Regions from separate parts of the Sus scrofa genome. Here region 1 is linked to region 2. The links are chromatin contacts, called in public Hi-C maps. All regions are on one chromosome and are shown on one strand. The core of a region is the stretch at or near the end of the contact, and the rest is flanking DNA. Distances in the headings are between cores, read along the strand shown.

Evidence for each region. A called contact is a pair of places that touch in the nucleus more often than the background predicts.
Region 1: a contact with region 2 is called in a Hi-C map of omental adipose tissue, with 2.7 times the contacts expected there. The contact joins two enhancer-like sites. A contact is called at or near these places in 1 of 5 promoter capture datasets (liver), 24 of 47 Hi-C or Micro-C datasets (adipose tissue, alveolar macrophages, brain and 14 more) and 1 of 2 datasets of contacts at active chromatin or transcription factors (skeletal muscle).

What each region holds. Positions count from the first base shown.
Region 1 is chr9:137,083,869-137,090,145 of Sscrofa11.1, forward strand. No RefSeq gene overlaps it. Among named protein-coding and RNA genes, the nearest start is that of COBL, 32 kb to the left of the region's middle. Within about 2 kb of position 1,758, at least 2 of the 83 cell types and tissues checked have an H3K27ac peak or open chromatin away from gene starts, as enhancers often do. A contact at or near this core is called in omental adipose tissue, where this site is marked.
Region 2 is chr9:136,960,139-136,966,088 of Sscrofa11.1, forward strand. It overlaps COBL (protein cordon-bleu), which reads right to left. Exons shown (of 16, transcript XM_021063931.1): 5 at 2,092-2,189. Among named protein-coding and RNA genes, the nearest start is that of COBL, 92 kb to the right of the region's middle. Within about 2 kb of position 4,158, at least 8 of the 83 cell types and tissues checked have an H3K27ac peak or open chromatin away from gene starts, as enhancers often do. A contact at or near this core is called in omental adipose tissue, where this site is marked.

The DNA of each region.
Region 1 (6,277 bases), core at 508-3,007, 120 kb after region 2:
TCTAGCCAAAACATACATGTGTGTGTAAAGGGAGAAAAGTCTGCAAGCTGGAGCCTCTGTGACAGCCAGGCGGTGGGAGGAGGAGGGCTCGGTGACAACCAGCTGAGCAGAGGGGCTCGGTCCCCTCCCTGCACCTGTCCAAGCAGCATCTCCTTCTGTGAATCATACACTGGGGTTCTGAGGCAAAATTTCACCCAACAATGATAGGTCCTTAACCCACTGAGCCATGAGGGAGCTCCAAAGATTTCGTTTGCGAATATATTCTTTCGCTGCCAAAACAAAGTTTTACACAATTAGGCTAGTTTGTTATTACGCAAATGGCAAACCCAGAACAAGGAGTGATGTGCCTTTCCCCGTCTGTCCTTCCGCACAGGTACTACCTCCGCTCCTCTTAAAAGCTTCTATTTGCCACAGTCTGTACCTTCTCGATACTGAGAACAAAACGTTCAAGCACACACACAACAAAATACTCAAGCGTTGTTTCTTCCAGAACACAACGGAAACATCTCTTTCTTTGATCCCTTGTAAAAAGCAAAGAAACAAAACCTGTGTTTGTCTAGAGTATCGCTAGGACTGTTCAAGGGTTTGCGAACAAGGAAGACGCGGATTTTCTCTCCACAGAAACGCGTGTCTGTGCTTCACCGTGAGCATTTTCTAGCAGGAACACGACCAACATCGCGGCGTGGGCACAGGACGGAGCCCCGCCCACGACGGGACAGGGGGCAGCACCACCGGCTTTTCTTCCTTGCTCTCCGCGAACACCCTTCCCAGGTCCCCGAGGGGTGTGCTGGCATCTGAGCGGCTGGGAGAACCGATCCAACATCCCCCTGGTTGCCAGGGTGCTCCCAAGGCACCAGCAGGCGTGGGGTCGCCCGCAGCGGGAGGCAGTGGGGGCTGTCTTTTGGGGTCTTTCTCTCCCCACGACCCTGCCCTTCGCCCTGGATCTGGGCTGAATCCGCCTCACCATTTTATTCCCCTGTCCTCCTTCTGTCACTTTTCCCTGTGGCTGCAGCCGTGGCGTAGGGAAGTTTGGGGACTGAACTGGGCCACAGCTGCGGCCACGCTGGATCCTCACCCACTGCATCAGTCCAGGGGTCGAACCTGCTGCTCCCAAGGGACGGAGCCGTGGCAGTGGGATTCCTCGCCCAGGGGACCGCAGTGGGCCTCGGCCGCCTTTCCTTCCTCACGTAACTCACTTACTTGTTAGCAGGCAGAGCTGACTGACAACAGCGGGTTGCCTTCGGGCTGGGCCGCACAGCGACTCGGGCCTTTGGCGGGTTACACTCCGTTAACACGAGATAATGGCCAGGACCCCCGTGGGGTACAGGGAGTCCTTGTGGCTTCTCTGCTTCACAGCTCGTAGTCTGCGTCCGCTGACCCCGTCCCCGAAGTCCCCAATTTGGTCCTGTGCCCCTGCTTAGTCATTGCTCCCCAGTGGCCTCTGAGCTGAGAGCTCTGCTGGGATAAGCATCACCTCTCTGGCCCTCCTGTCCTTTGCAGAACCCTGTCACCAGGTGGGTAGCGCTCCAAAGGGGAGTTAGGGCCCCAGGAACGCCAGGGCCCCGCCCCGCCCTGTGTCGAGGACACAGGGCCCCTGCTTGCCTCGCCCTCCGTGGCATTTACAGACGAGCACAGGAACTCGCGCAGACGCGGGGCCTGAGTTCCTCACCCTTCGGGCAGACACGGTGAGTAAACAGGGGTCTGACTCAAGGCAGGACCCTTCCTCTCACTCTGACCGTGTCAGTTCAAGCCTCCGTCCTCGTGGTGGCGGGACTTCGGTGACCCCGTGATGGGGAGGGCCCCCGTCACCCTGCAGGCTTCCTGAGGGCGAAGGCCTTCTGACCTAGAGCACCCGACTCTCCAGTCGAAATTCATGGATCCGACGTGCTTTCCTAGGAAAACGCTGCTTTCTACCGCCCCCTTGTGATGGGTGGGTGCAAACACCTCACCATCAGAAGTGTGTCTGGATTTTAATTTATTTTCCAAGTCCCACTGTTTTATTCTGCATATAAAGGCAATGCATGCTTGAGAGAGAAATCGAGCGTCTAGGGACCTCCCTTCTGAAATTCGGGGGTATTTATCCACACGCCTGCTCGTGGGTTTCCACGCCCACCTCACACTTCCCGTCACCCCAGGAGCCTGCTCCTCTCCGGCGCAGTCCTGTCTCCTCCTGCTGCGACGCCAAGTCACCGGGGCTCCTCTCTTTGTCCATGCCCTGCACCACCATGCCTGCGGGTGCCCCTACGGTCTAAACAAGCCTCCTGGAGTCTGGCCTCTTGTCCACGGCCCCATCGCTCCATGGCTCATCCAGACGCCCTCATCTCGCCTGCGTGTGGCACCTGCCTCTGGCGAGTCTGTCTGCTTCCAGGCTTGTGCACCCGAATCCTGTTTCCCCTGCGGCTGCAGAGCTATCCTTTTAAAACAAAAGCCCGGCCATGACCCCTTTGCCGCAAGTCCGCCCCAAACCCTCCCTCTCACGCAGAATAAAAGCAAACGGCCTTGCAGTGGCTTTGCAGCCTGGGCACCTGCTCCCTCTTTCTCCAGCCTCATCTCTCACCAGGCTCGTCTCACGTATCTTCCCATCATGGCCGGTTTCAAGCTACAAGGTGACGTCGAGCTGCACACACAATTCCTAAAACATTCGCTAACAGGCTCCCGCTGGCCCTGCAAGCAGACCCCACCCCAGGCACTCGGCTCAGCCCCCAGCCTCTGCCGCCCCCTGCCTTTGCGTCTGAGTCACTTTCCTGTACATCCGAAGCCAACACAACACGGCAAGTCAACTCTGCTTCAGAACCTTTTTAAAAAATAACGAAAAGAGAGAGGGGGAAGGAGCGCTGAGGAGAGAGGGAGTGATGGGAGCAGGGAGGGGAGAAGAGCGCCCCCTCCAGGTCAGACCCTGCTGGGCCAACTCCACCCTCGGGGCAACAGCCGTTGTAGGGTTCCTGGACCAAGGGCCCAGCGTCCCAGCCTGACACCCCGGGGTCCCCGTGGGGTGGGCGCAGCCTCATGCATGGGTGTCATCGGTTCAGTGAAGGTTCTCAATGTCCCGTCCTGAGCTGAGATGCAGATTTCAAGGAGGAAACTTCAGACTCTCTGGAGTCTGGATTCAGTTTCCTGTGGTCACGACAACCGTCACGAAAACCAGGCTTCTTCAGAGGGAGAGAAAAGGAGTTCCTGCTGTGGTGCGACAGGATGGGAGGCGTCTCTGGAGCGCAGGGGTGCAGGTTCCATCCCTGACCCAGCACCGTGGGTTAAGGGGCCAGCGCAGCTGCAGCTGTGGCCTGGGTCACCGCTGTGGCTTGGATCCGATCCCTGACCCGGGAACGCTATATGCTACAGGGTGGCCAAAAAAGAAAAAAAAAAAGTGAGAGAATAATTTCTTGGCCCCAGGAAAGCTGAAGAGGTCTCCTGGTGGCCGGTCACTGAGTCTGTGCTGCTGACTTTAGCCAAGGCTTCCTGGGGGGGAGGAGCCCTTCCGGGTCACAGGTGGACACTGGTGGACACAGGTGGACACTGCCGTCTGAGCAGGGGGGCTCCATCCCTGTGCCTCCTTCTTGGAGTCTCTTGCCCAGTACCAGCCAATGAAGCCACGTCTCTGGGAATGGGTATGGCTCAGATCAGAGGTGGAGAGCCGTGGACTGGCAGCTCTGACCTCGGTCTCGGGCAGAGGCCGCAAACTGAAACTCGGTGTGTGACTGGCCAGGAGGCGGCTCTTTGTAGAAACTCCCCTGGTTTCCACTGTTTGCTGGACCAGACAGCATTTGCGACTGTGCTCACCTCATCATCTCTAAACAGATGGAGCCTGGCCCAGCTCTGGCCCCGTGTTGGAAAGATGAGCCCAGCTCTGGCCCCGTGTTGGCCCCATGTTGGAAGGATGAGCCCATTCGTGACCTTTGTATTCTGGATAAGACAGGGTCCAGAATACTCTGAGGGGTCACGCCTGCTCCCTCCCTCTGCCATCAGGAACCCTACAGCAAGGGGCGCCCTGTGGCAGTTCAGTCATTTTCAGTCCAGCCCCTTGATGCCTCCCTCCATGTGTGGGGACTGCACAGATCGCACAAGGATGCCTTTCTGGGGTGTCAGAGCATCAGACCTGACCTTGGCACTGCTTGCATGTGCATCCAAGGGCCCAGCTGGGGTTGGTGGGAGTGGGGCAGTGAGGTGTCTTCCAGGCCTGGGGGCTGAATTATGGAGTGGTCTCTCTGGACCGCGTGCGTTATTTTTACCTTGAGCGATTTCTGAAAAGACAAGCAACTATTCTGGTCTAGCTAGAAAAAATGAGGTCATTAAACCAAAGGGGTACAACATGGACGTGGCATTGGGACTGTCCATGTTGGAAGCAGGACTCCCCTGGCACCTGGGACTGAGGAAGCCCTGGCGAGGGGCCAACGTGTCCACGCGACGACAGGTGCTCACAGGAGGGTGGACCTGGTGTGGACAAAAATATCAGATGCAGCACCTCCACTGGGCCCTCGAAAAGTTCACCCATCGTGATGGCAGAACCTGAGCACCTCACTCCGGCTCTCGGAGCTCAGTGGTCACCAGCTGCAGCACTAGCTCCACCCACTCGTTCTACCCAGCACACCGTGCGGAGCAGTGACGGCTTCCACAGCTGTCAGCTGTCACGTTCCCGCATCTTCTCATCCTGCTTAGGAGCCCGAGCCACTTACTGAGCCCCCAGAAGCTCCTCTTGGACATTCACCAGGGACCAGGGTCCAGGTGGCAAGGTGAGTTCTTGTGAGGGTCAAGTGATTTCAATATCTGAGACACGTAAAACAGGGCCTGATGTATGCTAACTGTTCAATGCCACACCGCTGTCACCACCGTGACAACCGTCACCATCCCCTCCACCCCCCCACCCCCCCATCACCCCCACCACGATTATAACCGCCCCCACCCCTGCCATCGCCCCATCACCGCCACCCCCATCGCCTCCCCGTCATGATCGTAATCATCACCGCCCCCATTATCACCACCCCCCACCACGGTTATAATCATCACCCCCACCGCCATCGCCCCATCACCGCCACCCCCATCGCCATCACCCCATCGCCTCCCCGTCATGATCGTAATCATCACCGCCCCCACTGTCACCATCACTCCCACCGCCACCCCCACCACCACTACCACGATTATAACCGCCCCCACCACTGCCATCGCCACCCCGTCGTGATTATAATCAACACCGCCCCCATCGCCACCATCGCCCCATTGCCATCACCCCCATCACGGTTATAATCACCCCCCCACCCCCATCACGATTATAATCACCCCCCACCCCCCCCACGATGACAACCACCACCCCCACCGTCATCACCATGAGCCCCACCACCTCCACCACGGTCACCGTCATCCGAAGCCGCAGGACGGCCCTTCTCGAGAGGGATGTTGCGAGGCTCTCCTCCTCATGTTCAGAGGGACCAGGTCCCTCAGACCCGCAGGCATAAACACGCCAGCCTTTTATTTCCAGCCGACGACCTTTATAAAACCCATCGGCCTCTTGCATCCTCTCCTTGATTTGACCTTCGGGGACTCCACCTTCTCACCAGGCTTCGGCAAGCAGCCGGCCCCGACTCTGAAGGGTCGGGTGGCAAGTCCAAATAGGACAGGCGGGAAGGGCTCTGGCCCGCTCCCAACAGTCCCCTGGGAAGAGAGAGGACCTTCCCAGTGGCGGGGGGTGGTGGTGGTGGGACTGCCACAGGGTGAGCCCAGGTGGAGGCCACGGGGCGTCAGAGGCCACGCTCCCTGCTCCCACCATGGCAGGAACTGGAGAGACGGGGCTGTGAAAACAACTCGTGTCCGCTTGGTAGACTGGTCTCCAAGTCTCCATCCTCAGGCTCCCTGGACGCCGGGCTGCCCTCCGCCTCCCATCACCTGACGTGCAGAAAACGTGCCTACCTCTGCGGGTGCCCGCGGGCTGGCCCGTCCTCGAAGGCGGAGTCCGGCCTCGTCCTCCTTCTCCAGGCGCCTTCCCCGAGGAGGTCGAGCCCACCTTGGTGCAAGGTCACTGCCTGCCTCACCGCCGCTCCCCAGACCCCAGCAGCTCAGCAACCACAGGGTTTTGCGAGCAGTTTCTGGGCAGACAGTCCTTTCTGCTGGCGAGGATAACGTGGCGACCCCGGGCTCGGGCTGGCCCTGGAGACCCACGCTGTGTTTTCTCGGCCTCAAATCCTTTTGGGACTTGCAGTGTCTACGAAATACACGGAGACACATTTCTGTTCTTAGTTTTTAGTGTTTAGGACTTAGGAGGCAATGGTGCTGCTGCTTAATTAAGCAT
Region 2 (5,950 bases), core at 2,908-5,407:
CCGCCTCGGCTGGGGAACTGGACCACAGTTCCGAATGGACCCAACGTCACAATTTTGAAATTCACGAGTCACGAGTTCGCTTCTTGGCTTTTCCCCCAAGCCTCTCTCTGGCTTAGAAAATAAGTAACATGAAAACAGCAGAGGACCGAGACGATGAACTGGCTCAGAAAACCAACGACGTAAGTCGGGGTGGAGAGTTGTGCGGTTTCGATTCAGCTTTTGCCCCTGCACTGCGTGCTCGGTGGCTGCGTAGCCACTGAAATAATTCACTGGGCATCTGCCTTTCTGCTCCTGAAAGGTGAGCAATCGTGACTTCCCGCTTCTTTGTTTAAGAGAGGGCTTTGCTGGATGGTGTGGCGACCTCCTGCCAGAGGGTCCCTGGGGTGCACTGGAAAACACAGCTCCGGGGCCCCACCTTGCCCCCCCCAAAATGAGCAAGTGCGGGGTCATGAGCCAAGGATCCAACCGTGACACTGGATCTGAAGGTGATTCTAAGGTATTTTTCACAACTGCTGAGTTAGGAGAATAAATGATTTTGTCAAAGAAATAATGTCCACATGGTCACGTTTACGAAAAGCTCCACATACCGAAGTTTTAAAACGAGGAAAGAGAGCAGCCCTCCTTGACTCTGGCCAGAATGGTACCCTTTGAAGTATATTCTCTGGTGAGATTTTATACACAGATATGCATATTTTTTGTCCTTCAAGGAGGTAGGTAAAGACTCATTTTAGGAGCTCCCCTTGTGGCTCAGAGGGTTAAGAACCTGACTAGTATCCATGAGGACGCAGGTTTGATCCCTGGCCTCGCTCGGTGGCTTAAGGATCCAGTGTTGCTGTGGCTGTGGTGTAGGCCAGTGGCTACAGCTCTGATTCAACCACTAGCCTGGGACCCCCCATATGCTGTGGGTGCGGCCCTAAAAAAAAAAAAAAAAGGAAAAAAGAAACGGACCCACGAGGCCAAGAGGACAGCAGTGCACGCGGTCCAGCCACCTGACCTCAGAGGTGTGGGAACCAGGACTCCCCGTCTCGGCTCAGCTGGTTAAGAAGCGGACTAGAATCCACAGGGGTGGATCCCTGGCCTCGCTCAGTGGGTTAAGGATCTGGCGTTGCCGCAAGACGCAGCCAAATGGCAGACGTGGCTCGGGTCTGGCGTGGCTGTGGCTGTGGTGTAGGCCTGCAGCTGCAGCGCTGATTGGACCCCTGGCCTGGGACCCTCCATGTGCCGCAGGTGCGGCCCTAAAAAGACAACAACAACAACAAAAAAAAGTCAGGAACCAGGAACCCAACACGTACTGCGTGACAGGAAAATCCCCCGTGAAAGCCTGAATCTGTCATTTCTGGTACTTCCGGCGAGAAAGGAGAACGCTGGCGAGGAGGAAAGGCCAGGGACAGACGGGAGGGGACGGGCTCCGAAGGCCCTAAGTGGGGACACGCGGAGCAGAGGTTTGCAAAGGACACACGGAGACATGCGGAACCCGCCTCGTCTGTGATCAGGCGCCAGCAGAGACGGCTCAAGACTTCCCATTAGGTCTGTGAATAAGACCCATCACCGGGGAGTTCCCATGATGGCTCAGGGGTTAAGAACCCGACTAGTCTCTGTGAGGATGCTGGTTTGATCCCTGGCCTTGCTCAGTGGGTCCAGTGTGGCTGTGGCTGTGGGGTAGGCCCAAGGCTGTAGCTCTGATTTGACCTCTAGCCTGGGAATCTGCATATGCTTCAGGTGCAGCCCTAAAAATGAAAACAAAAACATCATCACTGGAAGTTTGTGATGCAGCGGCTTAAAGATTCGGCAATGTCACTGCAGCGGTCTGGGTGGCTGCAGTGGCCGGACTCAATCCCCAGCTCAGGACGTCTACGTGGCCGGTGCAGCCAAAGGAAAGAGGTACCGCCGTCACCCAGACAACTGCCTTGGTGGTGGAGGTGTGACGACGAGCCTGGCACCGCAGTTCACACTGACCCGGCAGGCTCTCCTTCCCCGAAGGAAGTAACCACTGCCACACATATTTAGAAAAACGCCAAGCCACGCCCAGAACAGATGCCCACGAAGCTGTGTGTGCAGAAGGCAGAGTCATGTGCGTAGTTAATCACTTACCTTACTGTTGCTTCTTTTATTAACTCTGAAAAATCCCAGAAATTTTTTCTTCTCTTTATCTGTTTCATCATTCTCAAGGGATGATTTTCTAAAAGTTTCTAGAAAAAAAAAAAAAAAGGAGTAAGTTATTTTTCAGCATCTGAAACGGGCAATCTTTAAAAAAAAAAAAATCAACCAATGTTTCCTTTCTCCACCCTTATGGGGCTTGACTTTAGTTCTTATGAGACAGTAAACCCAGCAACCCTTTCTCTCAAAGCCTGTTGAGGCACCGCAAAGCCTCCCCCTGAGTTCATGATATCACTCAAGGTTCTTCCAAAGGTTCTTACGACCTGCTGTATGGTTAAAAAAATCCCAAAGTTCTAGGTCTGAATCGAGCATCAGGAAAATAGAGTGACTCTACGTGTGAGTTTACATTCTCCAGTGGCTGCGTCAAAAAGAACCAGGTGAAATTCGTTTTAATAATATGTTGTATTTAATCCAGTGTATCTAAAGTATCTTCGTTCCATCGCACAATCCACATAAAATTATTCCTGAGGTGTTTTTCGTTTTCGTACTAAGCCTTGAAAATGCGGCGCCCTTAAGATGGCCCATCTCGGCTTGGACCAGCCCTGAGCCAGGCGCCCGCAGCAGCAACACCTGGTCTGTCACCGCCAGGCTGACGGCGCAGCTCCCAGGACTGTGAAACACCTGCTGTAAGGATTATGAGGAGGAACAGACACAAACTAAACAAAATTCACCCACGGCTTCCCTGCTTGAAGCAACCACTCCTTTCCAGAATGCGGCGTGATGGTGCTGGTTCCCAGCTGGGATCAGAACTAAGCACGTCGGCGCTTCCAGGACCCGCGTTCCCAGATTCTCCTTCCTCTGCCTTGAGCGGAATGATTTCCTTTTCAATCACATTCTCCAGGGGGCCCCTGTTTCCTTTTACTGTTTTTACTTTTGAATTCTAAATCCACAGCCTGCTTGCCCTCCTGGGTTTTCTCCATCAGGCTAGAATGGGCGCCCTCGGGCAGCTGACCACGCAGCCCAGGTCTGCTGTCTCCAGGATGGCATCCCTGGGAGCTTGCCCCCCCCCCCAGAGCCCTAACTGGGAGACTCGGGGTGGGTCCAGGCCGCCCTCTCAGGATGCCTAAGCAGCGGGGACCACACTTGAGAGCCTGAGAGCTGGTGGAGCAAAGGCCCGGGGGCACCGTGGTAGGGGCAGACCTGGGGATGACTCAGACGACCGTGGTGCACCCTCAGTGCCACCACAACCACTGGCTACCATCCTGCTGACACCCCAGAGGCCACTCCAGACCTCTGTCCTCAGTCTATCCCTTTCTCCTCTTCCAAGGCGCACAGATGGGGCCAGAGGAGAAAAGCTGTAGGCGCTGCTATAAGATCAAAAGATGGCTTTGCCCACCACTGCCCACTGCTGGAGAGCCAGACTGCCAACCCACTGGTGGACAAAAGCGGATGGCGATTTCACAAACTCCGCCACCAACATACCCACCCGAGCCAGGAAAGCATCAGGGAGCATCTCCTGTTCCAGTCAGAGCAGGCGGACGCGGGCGTCGGTGCCTTCGGACCTGTACTTACACTGACGCTGTCCTCCCAGCGAAGCAAACTCAGCTCCCGTGCTGTCAGTGGCAAAGGCTCCAGCTTTAGCCCCAAGGGCGAGGCCTCCCTGTTTCATGCGGGGGCTCCAGCCGAGGCCCTCGGTAGCGGTGAGGCATATGCATGCACCCCGCCACACATGCGGCAGGTGGGCTTCGTGGTGAATCCCATCCAAACCCTCTGCCAGGCCAGAGCCTGTGTCCAGCGCACGGTACCACAAAGGGAAGCCGCCCACGGGCAGCAGCACACACTCGCAGTGTCCTGTACTTCCGATGGTTCTAGAACTGACTGCCTGTGACACGGATGTAGGAAGTGCAGGATGTGATGGTGCCTGGGAGATGAGGCGGTGAACAAGGAAGCAACATCTCTGGCCACAGGCTGTTACACCAAACCACACAAACCGAGAGACTGGGCCAGAGATCCAGGGTCTTGTTTCTCTCCCTGAACAGGGGCGGTGGCTGGTCACCACCCCCAGGACTCAGGCTCGGGGCAGCCCTGGCTCAGAGCCGCTCTGCGCTGACTCAGAAGCCTCAGCTGCGCTGTCCAGCTCCAAGCTGGCCTGACCTCAGAGGTGAGGCTTTGGCCACTCTGGGTGGGGCCTCCTGTGAGGTTTGGGACCACCAGGCGCCCGGAAGGATGGCCTGGAAAGCAGAGCAAGAACCCTTGGCTCCCTGAGCGTTTCCATCAGGCAAGACTCCACGCAGCGAGCGGCCCGGTGCACAGCCAGGCCTCAAGAAACGACTCAGGAGCCGGACTCCACGGTTCTAAACAGATGACAAATTGAGGGTGGCGTCTACTTTGTTTTCATTTCTGCTCATTTACTAAGACTTAAATATGAATAAAAGTCTAGGAGAGGTTGCGCTTCATCCTTAAGCAGAGACTGGAAGCATCAGAATGATTTGGGAGGTGACACAGAGGGGCTGAGAGGTGCAAAGGGATGGAGGATGCTGGACCTGCCCCAGAGGACCAGCTCATCCCACATCCACGCTTCCGAAGAGGAAACAGACAAGCCGCCGGGGACACGAACACGGTCACCAAGCTCATCGAGGCAAGAGGGCAACCGCGTCTGCATCGCACGGAGCTGTGCCTGTTTGCAAGTGCCTGCGTCCGCAGGATGGGGCCGTGGCACCCGGTGAGAGAAGAACCACCGTGGTGAGTCTCCTCCTCTGCTGCTCTCGGCCTGCCGGTATCCCCACGTCAGATCACTCAGAACCATCATATATATTGACGTTTCCACTCAAAACAACTATGCATTCATGTTGCTTCTTTTCGTAGCGAAGTATAGTTAATTGACAACGTTGTGTTAGTTTCAGGTGTACAGCCCTGCGGCTCCGTTATACACAGACACACATGCGTATGTCTCTATGTAAAACTTTTTCATCCTTTTGCTGTTACGGGTGGAGTTTCCTGTGCCATACGTAGGACCGTGTTGGTTCTCTTCTTCATAGACCGTAGTGCCTACGTGTTCATCCCAAACCAATTTACCCCTCCCCCTCTGCTATCCCCGTTGGTAATCAAGTTTGTTTTCTCTGTCCGTGAGGCTGTTACTGTTTTGTAAATAAGCTCATTTGTATCATTTTTAAGATCCTACATATAAGTGAAGCCCTATGATATCTGTCTTTCTCTCTCTGACTGCACTTCGTATGAAATCCTCTAGGTCCCTCCGTGTTGTTGCAAAGGGCGTGATCTCATTCTTTTGACGGCCGAGTGACCTTTCATTGTGTAAACATCCTGCATCGTTTCCATTTGTCTGGTGATAGACAGTTAGGTTGCTTCCAAGTCTTGGCAAATGTAAGCAGGGCTGCTAGGAACATAAGGGTGCATTTATCTTTTGGAATTCAGCTTTTTCTCTGGCTATGTGCCCAGAAGTGGGACTGCTGCATCATATGACAGCTCTGCTTTTACTTTTGTAAGGGAACCTCCATTCCCGCCAACAGTGTAGGAGGGTTTCCTTTTCTCCACGTCCTCTCCAGAATTTCTTATTTGCAGACTTTTTGATGCTGGCCATTCTGACGGGGGTGAGGTGATGCTTCAGTGTCGTTTTGGTTTGCATTTCTCTAATAATTAGCAATATGGAGGATCTTTGCATGTGCCTATTGGCCAGCTGTCTGTCTTCTTTGGAAAATGTCTCTTTAGGTCTTCTGCCCATTTTTTGATTGAGTTGCTTGTTTTTTGGATATTGAGCTGCATGAGCTGTTTGTATATTCTGGAGATTACGCCCCTGCATTATTTTTTTTTTCTAGAAACAAAGTCTATTCTTAAA